Regions from separate parts of the Zea mays genome. Here region 2 is linked to region 1. Evidence: chromatin contacts called from public Hi-C data. All regions are on one chromosome and are shown on one strand. Each heading gives the region's core, a stretch centred on a gene start, on an enhancer-like site or on the middle of the called end of the contact. The rest is flanking DNA. Distances are from core to core; before and after follow the strand shown.

Region 1 (6,108 bases), core at 48-2,547:
ATATCAAGCCCTTTGAAATTGGATTATTTAGCGATGATTTAGGAATCGAATCGAATTACGACAAGACTCTATTCGTATTCAATTAGTTAAGAGCCTCAATTTATTATGAGAAAAACATTTAGATTGTGAATCATTACGCTTGGACTATCGTAGGCATTCCATTCAATGCGTCGATAATTATGTACATAACTACTTCGGTGATTTGTGCGGTGATATTTGTATACAACGTGATGGCTATGAATTTATAACACATAGGATTAACAAAATACATAAAAAGAAAATCATAGGTTTAAAATTTCCATAATATCTTAATTATACATGAATTTATAACACATGAAAGCCATAAAAATGGATTTCGGCTGCTCTTCTTTGTGGCTGGCTGTAGCTACAATTTTATTATAGATGAGCTTGGCTGGCTGCTTTTTGCAAGCTGCTGGTAGCCGGAGGAGCCGACCACATTGAAAAACACATAGAAATACAAAACACAAAAGGAATAAAAACATAAGATTCAACCTTATACTTATTTTTCTCCAAAATTACATAGAGGATACCACTCTATAGAAAATTTTAAGTAATCGATACGATTTGATCTTTTATCTAAAGGTTCTCATAAATACTTTAAATCTTTTACGCTCCGTTTGGATTATTAAAATTGAATTTCATTATAATAATAGTAATTTAGACATATACCAATTAAGTTAATTCGGTTTTATACAAAATATATTTATATACTATAATAAGTAAGATGTCAGAGATATTTATGTGCTACATTTTTACTATATATGAGTGAGAGTAGAAACAAATTATTACAATACATAAAATCATTTTCCATCCTCCGTCTTATAGTTTTAAGATAGATTTATATTTAAACTTTAAAAAGTGGTAGAATATCAAATTCCAAATTAAATAGATTACTTTATTAAATAAATTTTAATTCATCTTAAAAGAAGGTATTCAAACGTTCACGTAGAAATTGAATCCTCTGATTTTTCTCCATTTCAATGGAGTCCTAGGAACTATATATGTTTCCTAGGCACGCGCGAGTATTTTTGGTAGTTTAATAAAAAAAATCTGTCTCCATACAAGTAGTACGATGGAGCGTTGAACACGAGGATTGGTCCGCGGTGGGCGTGAAACCGCGGGAAGGGAGGCTGGTTCTGCGATACCGGGGTCGTACAGGGGCCTGGGCGCAAAACGCGCGGCACATGGGACCTCACCGTGGACGGGCACGGAGCGGACACGGGCAGATAAAATTAAGGCGAGGCCGCGAGGGCGGCAGAAAAATCCTCGAAGCAACCCACCCTGTCGTCCGCGTCCTCCACGCCCTCGTCGGCTCGTCCTCGCCGTCCTCCTCCACACCGCGCGCGCGGCGGTGTTGACCCACCCACCCGTTCCTCCCCCACCCCATCAGCGCTGGAGGCGGCGGTGCGTAAGTCCCCCGGACCCTTCGGCGGCGGCGGCGGCGCGCGGTTATGCCGAGAGGCTCCCAGGTGCGTGCGTCGTCTTGGTCCGCGCGAGCTCGAGAGATTCCGGTTCCGTGGGTGGGGAATTGGTGCCGGGAACGTCGAGGGATCGGCTTGGGAGTGCAGGCGGATGGGGAATTCGGCGTGGTTGGTCGGCGTGACGGGGCATCGTGCGGCGGGTGGCCGATCGGTCGGTGAGATCCTGGCAGGGGGGGCGGGGGGCAGCGGGCGTGCTTCCCGTGGTCGGATCCGTCCGGTTTCATCCGAGCTGGGGGTGGTGGTTGGTCCGCGGTGGGTAATTCGTGGGATTAAGCCGGGGGTAGGTGTGTGTTTGCGCCGCTTTGTTTCGATTAGGTTTTCGCCATGGTTCCGGGGCCTTATCGTGCTGGTCCATCATCAACTACGCAGCGATGATTTATCATACTGGTTTGCGCTCAAATTGTGTATGCTGCCGCTATGAACCCTAGATGCCTAATTGGTTTGTTTGTTTTCGGGGTCGCATGATTTGTAGCACACGTGGTTGTGTTGTGTTGCTATCTAATTTGGACATTGTGTATACCTTGCATCTTCACCAGGTGAGATATGCAAACATCAATTAATTTGAATTGTTGGGAACTTGTAGATCCATCCATTGATGCATACAATATTGTTCACTGTAGAAGAACCCGTTGGGATAAACATAATTGCTTTTTCAATGCATCTATGTGTGCCTGTGCTCTTTTATTTGGTTCTGAATTTTTAATTTCTGATGCACCTCTGCGTTGGTCGCGATCTACTCATCTAGGCCCCAACTAATTAGGAACCTAGCTAAGTCGATCATGCATTCAGATTCTGCATGACCTACCATGTTACTTCGTTTTCCGCACATTTATAGATTGCCAATTTGTTGCTTAATTACCGCTTTTTATACTTATGCAGGTTTCATCACCGTGCTCTGCTGGAGTTATAGCATTTTCAGCAAGGATATGGAGTACACCCCCTGCACAGCAAGTTCCTTTGTATCCCACATCTCGCTGCTCGAGGAAGTTCTTGGCTGGAGGTTTTGTCTTTACGGAGACTTCCTGGTCATCTCTTTTGTCAACTGCACTTGAGGATCAACCCACACTTAGTGACTGCCTTGCCTGGTCCCATGCTGTCAGACATTAGAGTTGCCCAGTGATTACACTATTACAGTGCAGCTGTAGCACATTTATTTGAGCATGGTGGATCTGTTTCTCTGGCAACATTCCAGTAATCTTTGTCTTGGTGCTAATCAGCCAGCAGAAGTTACCATCAAGACATCTTTGGACACTTGGATCTAACGCTTAGAGCTTTGCCTTCGCATATAGGCTCTAGGTATCCTTTCATCAATAGCTAAGCAGCATTTCATGTTATATATCCTGCCTGTTCCAATTCTGATGCATATTTTCCTCAACAGGTTTGGGTTTTCGTTTTCTGCTAGCTTTCTTCTACTCTACCACTGTAAGTTTTCAGTCTGATCGGTCCAAAGTTTGGTGTGTATTGGTTACGCTGTCCTTCACCAGCCTTCACTTTGCATGGCGTGACCTTAGGTACGTGCACACTCTCTAATGTAGACATGATCTATTTATTACTTATCAACTACCTGATTCGTTTTGTGCTAATTTCAGAGAAGACGTGTTCAAGATTTTGTTGTCGCAAAAGCATGGGAATAGCATACATAGCTTTGAGAGGAGTCTCCAGTGACTTTGGTGTTGTAACATCCAAAGACACTCCTGTTATACATATATGAGTCCTGTTTTTTACTATACAACTGTTCTGAAATAAGGGCAGTTCTGTGCACCACCAGCGAATAAAATGGAGAGGTGAGAATGGTCTATAACCAGACGATTATAACAAATTAGAATACTGTCTAAGCTGTTTGGATGTCTTCTTACCTTGTTTTTGCATTGCGCTCCAGATATACAATTATCAACGAAGTTGGTGATGGAACATTTGGGAGTGTTTGGCGTGCAACCAATAAGGAAAGCGGTGAAGTGGTATGTCATTAGGCTTGCCCATTTGTTGCTTGTGTTACACCTTAACTTTTTTCAATAGTTACACAGTTCAGTTACCCATTGTTAGCCTTTTCACCTTATTAAGATACCTGGGCTGATAGGTTGCGATCAAGAAGATGAAGAAAAAGTATTATTCTTGGGAAGAGTGCATAAACCTCCGTGAAGTGAAGGTGATTGTTGCTTTGCAATCTGTCTCATTTTTTATAATTTTCTGCGGCATTCTTTTGAGTTACTTATTTTTTTATTCAGTCCCTGCGAAGGATGAACCATCCAAACATTGTAAAGCTCAAAGAAGTCATAAGAGAGAGTGATACGCTGTTCTTTGTTTTTGAGTACATGGTATGGACAATTCATAGCCCTTGTTGGTATCATTTCTGTGCTTGTACTCTGTAAGGTTACTAAAGTTTATGTTTGTTGTAATTTTAGGAATGCAGTCTTTATCAGCTGATGAAGAGCAGAGGGAAGCCCTTTTCAGAGACTGAAATCCGAAACTGGTGCTTTCAAATATTTCAAGCTCTGAGTCACATGCACCAGCGTGGATATTTTCACCGTGACCTTAAGCCTGGTATGTGGTTTTGCATTTGTTCTTTTTTACATTCATGTTGCAATGGTTGATCTATCCTTTCTTGTTTGTTGCGAAACAAGTTACTAGTTCCAGTCGTTTTCACATGATACTTCGGACAACAAAATAGTTCTAAACACAGTTCAATCTTCATGTCTAAAACATTGTGTGTATTTAACTGGAGGGACTATCACTTATGAGCTCAGGAACAGTTGCCTTGCAATTTTTCTATATGAGCTGCATATTTAGTTTACATATAGTTCAAGAAACCTTTTGTTAATTAAATTGCTGTAGGTGAATAAGTATTCATGTTGTGGTTGTTCTCTGTGGTTATTTTCAAATTTGTTGGAGTGATTCACTTACAGCACCAGAAAATTTATACATGATAGTGGGTAATGGATCTAGTTCTTCTCTATTTTGCAATTCCATTATTTATTTAACTTACATGTACCGTTTCCATCTGGGGATGTGTTCAGTGTTGTTAGCAAACAACAACAACCATAATTGATCTTGGTATAACTTGTGCAATTTCAGAAAATTTGCTTGTTACAAAGGAACTCATCAAGATAGCGGATTTTGGGCTTGCTCGTGAAATTTCTTCTGAGCCACCTTATACGGAATATGTGTCCACTCGTTGGTAGGTTATGTTTGAAGGCCTATATTTTCTTAAAGTGTAGAAAATAATAGAATAAACATTCTAATGCCTGCTATCAACTAGGTATCGTGCCCCTGAAGTTCTTCTTCAAGCTACTGTTTATAATGCTGCAGTTGGTAAGTGAAAAATATCTGTGGCTTTATCTGAATACCAGAGAGTGAATTGATGCCATTTCATTAATATATATTTGTTTCCTATCATATTTTCAGACATGTGGGCAATGGGTGCCATTATCGCGGAGCTATTTTCACTGCGACCTCTTTTTCCTGGATCAAGGTACACATGGTTCTTGAAATCAAATTGGTGACCACTTTGTTTAGGTTGCTGTGTGCCAATTAATTGAACATATATAGTTTCACTCCATTTACCGAGGATGCTTATACTAAGAAAAGCATGTCACATAGGTGAAATAATTTAGTGTTCACCATTTGGATAAAATGTAACAGGAAATTGTGTTTTCGTTTTAATATTTAATTATTTACAATTGAAAACTATGAAGACAATACTACAATGGTCTAGCTTCTATCGAAAACAGTACTCCAGTTACTTTTACAGAAAGGTGATTTTGAATAAATGATCCTAAGAAGCAACTGATTATGTTCTTAAAAATTTTGTATAGAAAAGGCTATCTGTGACTCCATGTTTTATTTTATCTACCTCAGTGAGCCAGATGAACTTTACAAAATCTGTAGCATTATTGGCACTCCAAATCAGCGTACTTGGCCTGAAGGACTGCAGCTAGCAGCATCTATGGGTTTTCAGTTCCCTCAGGTATTGAGATTTATCTCCTGTACTAAGATATTATAGATTTTTAGTGGTATAACTGTACTATGTCATATTTCAGTGTGAAAGTGTACATCTTTCGGAAGTGGTTCCTTTAGCAAGCAAAGATGCAATCAATCTTATCTCGGTAAGTGCAAGTGTTTCTGCCCCCCATATGTTTGTTGACACGTCCAATGAAATGATCTATAGCAAATTACTACCTGCCACAGTGGCTTTGCTCATGGGACCCACGAAGAAGGCCAACAGCAGTGGAGGTTTTGCAGCATCCCTTCTTTCAGGTCATACTTCTGACAGTTTTACATACTGGATTAAGAACTAACCTGCTTCATGACCTTCGTACCTTACCATCATTGTGCTTTGCAGCCATGCTTCTATGTCCCACCTTCACTTCGCTTCAAATCTACTGGATATGCATCAACGCCACCATCAGGTACCTCAATATTCTTGAGATCTGCACTCAATCGCCACATTCTTTTCCGTTATACTTGTTGAACAAGTTCACATAATGGATCTCTATTTCTGTAGCTGGGGCTAAAGGAGCTGTTGATCAGAAGAACATTAGGAGATACTACATGGGTACTGTACCCAATGCGAGGCCAACAGTTAATTACTCGTACTTGAGAAACAATG
Region 2 (5,786 bases), core at 290-2,789, 770 kb after region 1:
ACAGAGTACAAGAAAAATTACATTGGTACCTTGCACAACGATCTGCATGCCTTTTTTTTTAGTTTTTTTGCGTGGTTGTTATTTGTTACTTCCGCAGCTGATTTTGAGAATTAAAAGATAAACTTATGGCTTTCTTCCAAGTTTGTTCATATTGATGTTTTTTCTTCTATACTTGGGTTACCCTGGTTAAGTCACTTCTCTCTTGCAGATTCCTGGACCAAGTCATTACAGCTTGGTCCTTTATTTTGTCTCAAACTCCTTGAAGAAAGGATCGCTGTTGCAGCGTTTTGCCGATGGTGATGATGATTTTAGAAACAGCAGACTGAAGCTTATCCCATCTGTTCCAAAGGTCTGTCCCAGTGTTGAAGTGTTTTTTTTGGTGTGCCGTCTTCTCACTTTAGCATGGCGTTCAAATTCTTCAGGGGTCTTGGATAGTGCGGCAAAGTGTTGGAAGCACACCTTGCTTGCTGGGGAAAGCCGTGGACTGCAGCTATTTGCGTGGTCCTGACTACTTAGAAGTAAGTCCCTTCATCAGCAATATAGTTCCAATTCAACTTCTTCTAGTTAATAACGAACACGGGTCAGTTGAGTTCAGATGGAACAAGAAGAAAACCGTATTCTTTTTTTTCCTCATGCACCTACTACAAACCTACAACGGATGCATTCTTAATTCTGCAGGTGGATGTAGATATCGGTTCGTCCGCGGTAGCCAACGGGGTCCTGGGCTTGGTGTTTGGCGTTGTTACCACCTTGGTAGTCGACATGGCGTTTCTTATACAGGTACAATCTCTGTTTCGTCCCGTCTCTAGCACCATTCAGTTCCAGTGACTTCTCTAGTTATCTGCCAGATGCTCGTTTTGTTTTCTGACCGTGGCGATGCGCCTGCAGGCAAACACGTACGACGAGCTCCCAGAGCAGCTCCTAGGCGCTGCGCGGCTGTCACACATCGAACCTTCTGCGGCCGTGTATCCTGTCCTTGACAACATTTCCTGAACGGGACGGACAAATCAACCTGTGCAGATTCTTTCGTTCTTTCCGTCCGCCCCGCCACAAAAAGGCTCTCCCAATTTGTTCAGCCACTGCAGCATTGTGCAGCTCGATACATTTGAGGTTCAGACAGACAGACTGCAGCAGTCCACAAGTGCCTTGTACCCTTCATACAGTTTTGCCATTTTTTTAGGTCTTTTCTTTTACATTTTACTTTACTCGGTGTAGTTTGAGCTTCCTACAGATATTGTAATGCAATAGACACATCAAAGTGAGATATACAGATACAGCATGGTTCAGAAACAAGTTCGTGTACTTTCCGATTCCCGACCCACTGAAACTCGCCTTTTGTGCATTCACCAGTTTGGGCTTGCTTCATTGCTCATCAGATCTGGTCCATGAATGCCCATTCGAGGCCCATCACAGCCCAAACCCCCACTGGTCCTAAACCTCTCGCCGTCACGCAGCTTTAAGTTCCGATACCCACAAGCACTTGGCATCAACCCTAAACCACCCACTATACCCGCCCGCCCGGCTAGGGTTTTGCCACCATGGCCGCCGCCGCGGCCGCCGCCCGGAGGCTCCTCTCCCGCCGCGCCTCCTCGAACTCGCTCTCCGCGTTCCTCCGCCGCGGCGCTGCCCCGGAGCAGTCGCTGCTGCGCCCGGCCGTCGTCGCGGCGGCCTCCCGCCTCGGCTTCCCGCGCGGGATGGCGCGGCGACCTGGCGGGGACGGCTACGGCGCGGGCCGGGACCGCGCGCCCACGGAGATGGCGCCGCTGTTCCCCGGCTGCGACTACGAGCACTGGCTCATCGTGATGGACAAGCCCGGCGGGGAGGGCGCCACCAAGCAGCAGATGATCGACTGCTACATCCAGACCCTCGCCAAGGTCCTCGGAAGGTAGCCGAGGCACCAATCGTCCCCTTCTACGATTGCCGTAGTTCCTGAGGAGTGGGGTGGTTTCTTTTGGAAAAAGGAAATCTCACGGTGTTTTTTTTTCTGCTGTGCAGTGAGGAGGAGGCGAAGAAGAAGATCTACAACGTCTCGTGCGAGCGCTATTTCGGGTTCGGGTGCGAGATCGATGAGGAGACATCTAACAAGCTCGAGGGTTCGTTCAACCTATGCTCCATGATGCCATTATTACGTTGTTCTCTCTGCTAAATTTGACCTGATAAGTATCTGGTGCCGTTTTGTTTATGTTGTACTGCAGGGCTCCCTGGTGTTCTCTTTGTGCTACCGGATTCGTATGTTGACCCTGAGTACAAGGACTACGGAGGTACCTTTCTCATCTTGCTCCACAGATATAGTTGTTTTGTCTTCCGTAGTTGAACCAGTGTCCAGTCTCAATCACACTGGAATTGTAGTCCATCTTGGCAAAGCTTGGAGCCTAGGCGGCAATGTCTTGCTTTGAATGCTAATGGACTGATATCAAGTGTCTCTCTAACAGTTCTGTGCTTCAGTGAAATGGGGGTCAGATCAGTAGGGATGAGATATTGCGAGCTCATTTCATGTCCAATCTAGGGGGTTTAATATGTTCTGTCTTCAGCAGTTGAACCAGTGTCATGTCAACCACACTAGACTTAGTCCATCTTGGCAAAGCTCGGAGCCTAGTCCGCAATGTCTTGCTTTGAATGCTAATGGACTGATACCAAGTGTTTCTCTAATGGTTCTGCGCTTCAATGAATGGGGTTCAGATCAGTTGGGATGAGACATTGCAGCTCATTTCATGCCCAATCTAGATGTTTTTACATGTTTTGTCTTCAGTAGTTGAACCAGTGTCAGCCAACTAAACTAGACTTTTAGTCCATCTTGGCAAAGCTTGGAGCCTAGTCGGCAATGTCTTGCTTTGAATGCTAATGGACTGATATCAAGTGGCTCTCTAACGATTCTGGGCTTCAATGAAATGGGGCTCAGATCAGTAGGGATGAGACATTGCGAGCTCATTTCATGTCCAATCTAGGGGGTTTAATATGTTCTGTCTTCAGCAGTTGAACCAGTGTCGTGTCAACCACACTAGACTTAGTCCATCTTGGCAAAGCTCGGAGCCTAGTCCGCAATGTCTTGCTTTGAATGCTAATGGACTGATACCAAGTGTCTCTCTAATGGTTCTGCGCTTCAATGAATGGGGTTCAGATCAGTTGGGATGAGACATTGCAGCTCATTTCATGCCCAATCTAGATGTTTTTACATGTTTTGTCTTCAGTAGTTGAACCAGTGTCAGCCAACTACACCAGACTTTTAGTCCATCTTGGCAAAGCTTGGAGCCTAGTCGGCAATGTCTTGCTTTGAATGCTAATGGACTGATATCAAGTGGCTCTCTAACGATTCTGGGCTTCAATGAAATGGGGCTCAGATCAGTAGGGATGAGACATTGCGAGCTCATTTCATGTCCAATCTATTGGGTTTAATATGTTCTGTCTTCAGCAGTTGAACCAGTGTCGTGTCAACCACACTAGACACACTAGACTTAATCCATCTTGGCAAAGCTCGGAGCCTAGTCCGCAATGTCTTGCTTTGAATGCTAATGGACTGATACCAAGTGTCTCTCTAACGGTTCTGGGCTTCAATGAAATGGGGCTCAGATCAGTAGGGATGAGACATTGCGAGCTCATTTCATGTCCAATCTAGGACTTACCTCTGGCTGCTTGGATTGGATATTGTATTGGTGTTGATAGGATTTATCATTCTATTACTTTTTTGTTGCACAGCTGAACTGCTTGTCAACGGTGAGATTGTTCAGAGGCCTCCTGAGAGGCAGAGAAGGGTCGAGCCCGTGCCACAGAGGGCTGCAGACAGGCCTAGGTACAATGACAGGACCCGCTACGCACGCAGGAGGGAGAACCAGCGATGAGATGAAAAAAGTCCACAATAACAAGTTCAGGTGGTTTGAGCTCTGTAATTCAAGGATAGTGTGCTTTGGATGTATTGTACTCTGTAACTACAGTTACTCAGATTGCTCAAAGGACCTGGTTTGGAATGCATGCACTGTTACTAGCGCCCGTTTGCACATGTAAAATTTCTTTATGGAAGCTGCTTAATTGACTATGAAGGCCTAACATTAGGTATTTCATTCATTGCCAACAGCTTATCCATCCCTATCTCTATTTGAAGTTCAATTTACGAGCAGTGTAGTTTACAGATGACTATATAGATGAACTAATGGATATGGTTTTATGCTTAGAGCGCACCAGTTGGCACCACTTTGTGCTCCAACCGAGAAATTATACTTTTTGGACAATAGAATGGATTTATCGTTGTTCATAATGCTCACTAAGTGACAAACTATACTAAACTAGCTACCGTTTCTATATATTAGATTGGTAGATCTTATTTAAATAGCACAGTTGTTTAGACCATGTTTGGTTAGTCTGGAGAAGGTTCGGGGATTAGAGTACACTATTTTGTCAAGACTAAAGAAGTTTAGTTCGTGTTTTAGGTCTAGTTAGTTTCTCTAAGGTAGTGTTTGGTTGAGGAGCCAAGTAGAACGGAGTCGTTCCATCCCTGATTCTAGGAACGGAGCCGCTCTGTTCTGTGTTTGGTAATCTAGAACGGAGCGGTTCTGTTTTTTGTTTGGTTGCAGAGTGAACGGAACAGAGCGTGACTGTGAGAGCGGGATTGGAACGGAGCGGCTCCGTTCCATTGATTTTTTGGAGCGGAATGGTTCTGGATCTGAGGAGAATATTCTCTAATTGGAGTCATTCCGTTCTAGTTACTTTGTAACCAAACAACAAGAAAACTAGGACAGAACGGTTCTGTTCTACTTGGCTCTTCAACCAAACACTACCTAAGATTATATAAGTTAGATTATGATAGAAGGATAGGAATGTCAAATATCACTTTAAAATCACAAATAAACTGAAATAAGCTACCCAACACTAATTTATATTAGTTTATTTGTAATTTTAAAGTGATATTTTACCCTACTAGCCTTTCACCATAATCTAACTTATATAATTTAGTAGGGAAACAAACACACCCTTAGTTTCACGGTTTGATTTAGGGATTAAATAATACTACAATATAGAGAGAGATTAGTCCTTAGAACCAAACAGACTCTTAAGCACGTTTTAGACCTTTTCAATGATTTATATTGTATTTAAACTGATTTTTGTACGTCTACCATGTGGTGGTGGTGGGGGTCTTAGCATCCTCGCGACTTCAGGCCTCATAGATGTGACGGACGATGGTGTCACGATGGATGCCAGCGCTGGCACCCACCACTACAATATCGAATCGATCTAATTAATTTTAAAGTTACCAAATCGAAAATCTATGTATCTCGATGGATGACATGATAGCTCTATTATCTGGTAGTTACATCTATATAGGCGAGAGCACCTAGAGGGAGTGGATAGGTGATCCTGTAAAAACAACTTAACAAAACAAACTTGGACTAATATTAGATTAGTGAAAGCTAAGGCCAAGTTCAAGAGAGGAGAATGAGTGGAGAAGACTTCTTCACTTAATTGCTCTTCACAAGATGAGTATTAAATTTAAAGCAATTATGAAGTGAATAGAAGTAGAGAGAATCGCACAAGAATAAAGACAAGTGACACAACGATTTTTATCCCGTGGTTCAGCCAAGTAGAGCACTTGCCTAGTCCATGTTTTGGCGTCCCAACGGTTGGGGGTTGCACTCAATCCCTTTCAAGTAATCCAAAGATCAACTTGAATACCACAATTCTCTTTATCTTAAGTATATCCCTTTGTGAAGAATCTCGAATGAGCACATGAGTAAGGAGGGAATAGCAACACACACAAAAGCGAGAGTCACAGCACTAACACGCACACAAGACGAGAA

The links. Hi-C and Micro-C count contacts between places; a contact is called where the count stands out from the background.
Region 2: a contact with region 1 is called in a Hi-C map of leaf, with 6 times the contacts expected there. The contact joins the promoter of LOC100383758 here to the promoter of LOC100274101 in region 1. A contact is called at or near these places in 8 of 25 Hi-C or Micro-C datasets (bundle sheath, ear, leaf and 1 more).

The regions. Positions count from the first base shown.
Region 1 is chr6:69,493,396-69,499,503 of Zm-B73-REFERENCE-NAM-5.0, forward strand. It overlaps LOC100274101 (Serine/threonine-protein kinase MHK), which reads left to right and starts at 1,298. Exons shown (of 19, transcript NM_001354976.1): 1 at 1,298-1,490; 2 at 2,382-2,798; 3 at 2,881-3,013; 4 at 3,092-3,286; 5 at 3,382-3,460; 6 at 3,580-3,648; 7 at 3,728-3,817; 8 at 3,905-4,043; 9 at 4,575-4,677; 10 at 4,759-4,811; 11 at 4,905-4,971; 12 at 5,358-5,466; 13 at 5,540-5,605; 14 at 5,688-5,756; 2 more. The coding sequence starts at 3,279.
Region 2 is chr6:70,265,105-70,270,890 of Zm-B73-REFERENCE-NAM-5.0, forward strand. It overlaps LOC100383758, which reads left to right and starts at 1,540. Exons shown (of 4, transcript NM_001176393.2): 1 at 1,540-1,885; 2 at 1,996-2,093; 3 at 2,196-2,261; 4 at 3,694-4,041. The coding sequence starts at 1,695. The coding sequence ends at 3,836. LOC100384563 (Protein ENHANCED DISEASE RESISTANCE 2) reads left to right here. Exons shown (of 22, transcript NM_001177074.1): 19 at 209-349; 20 at 423-518; 21 at 679-780; 22 at 889-1,287. The coding sequence ends at 993.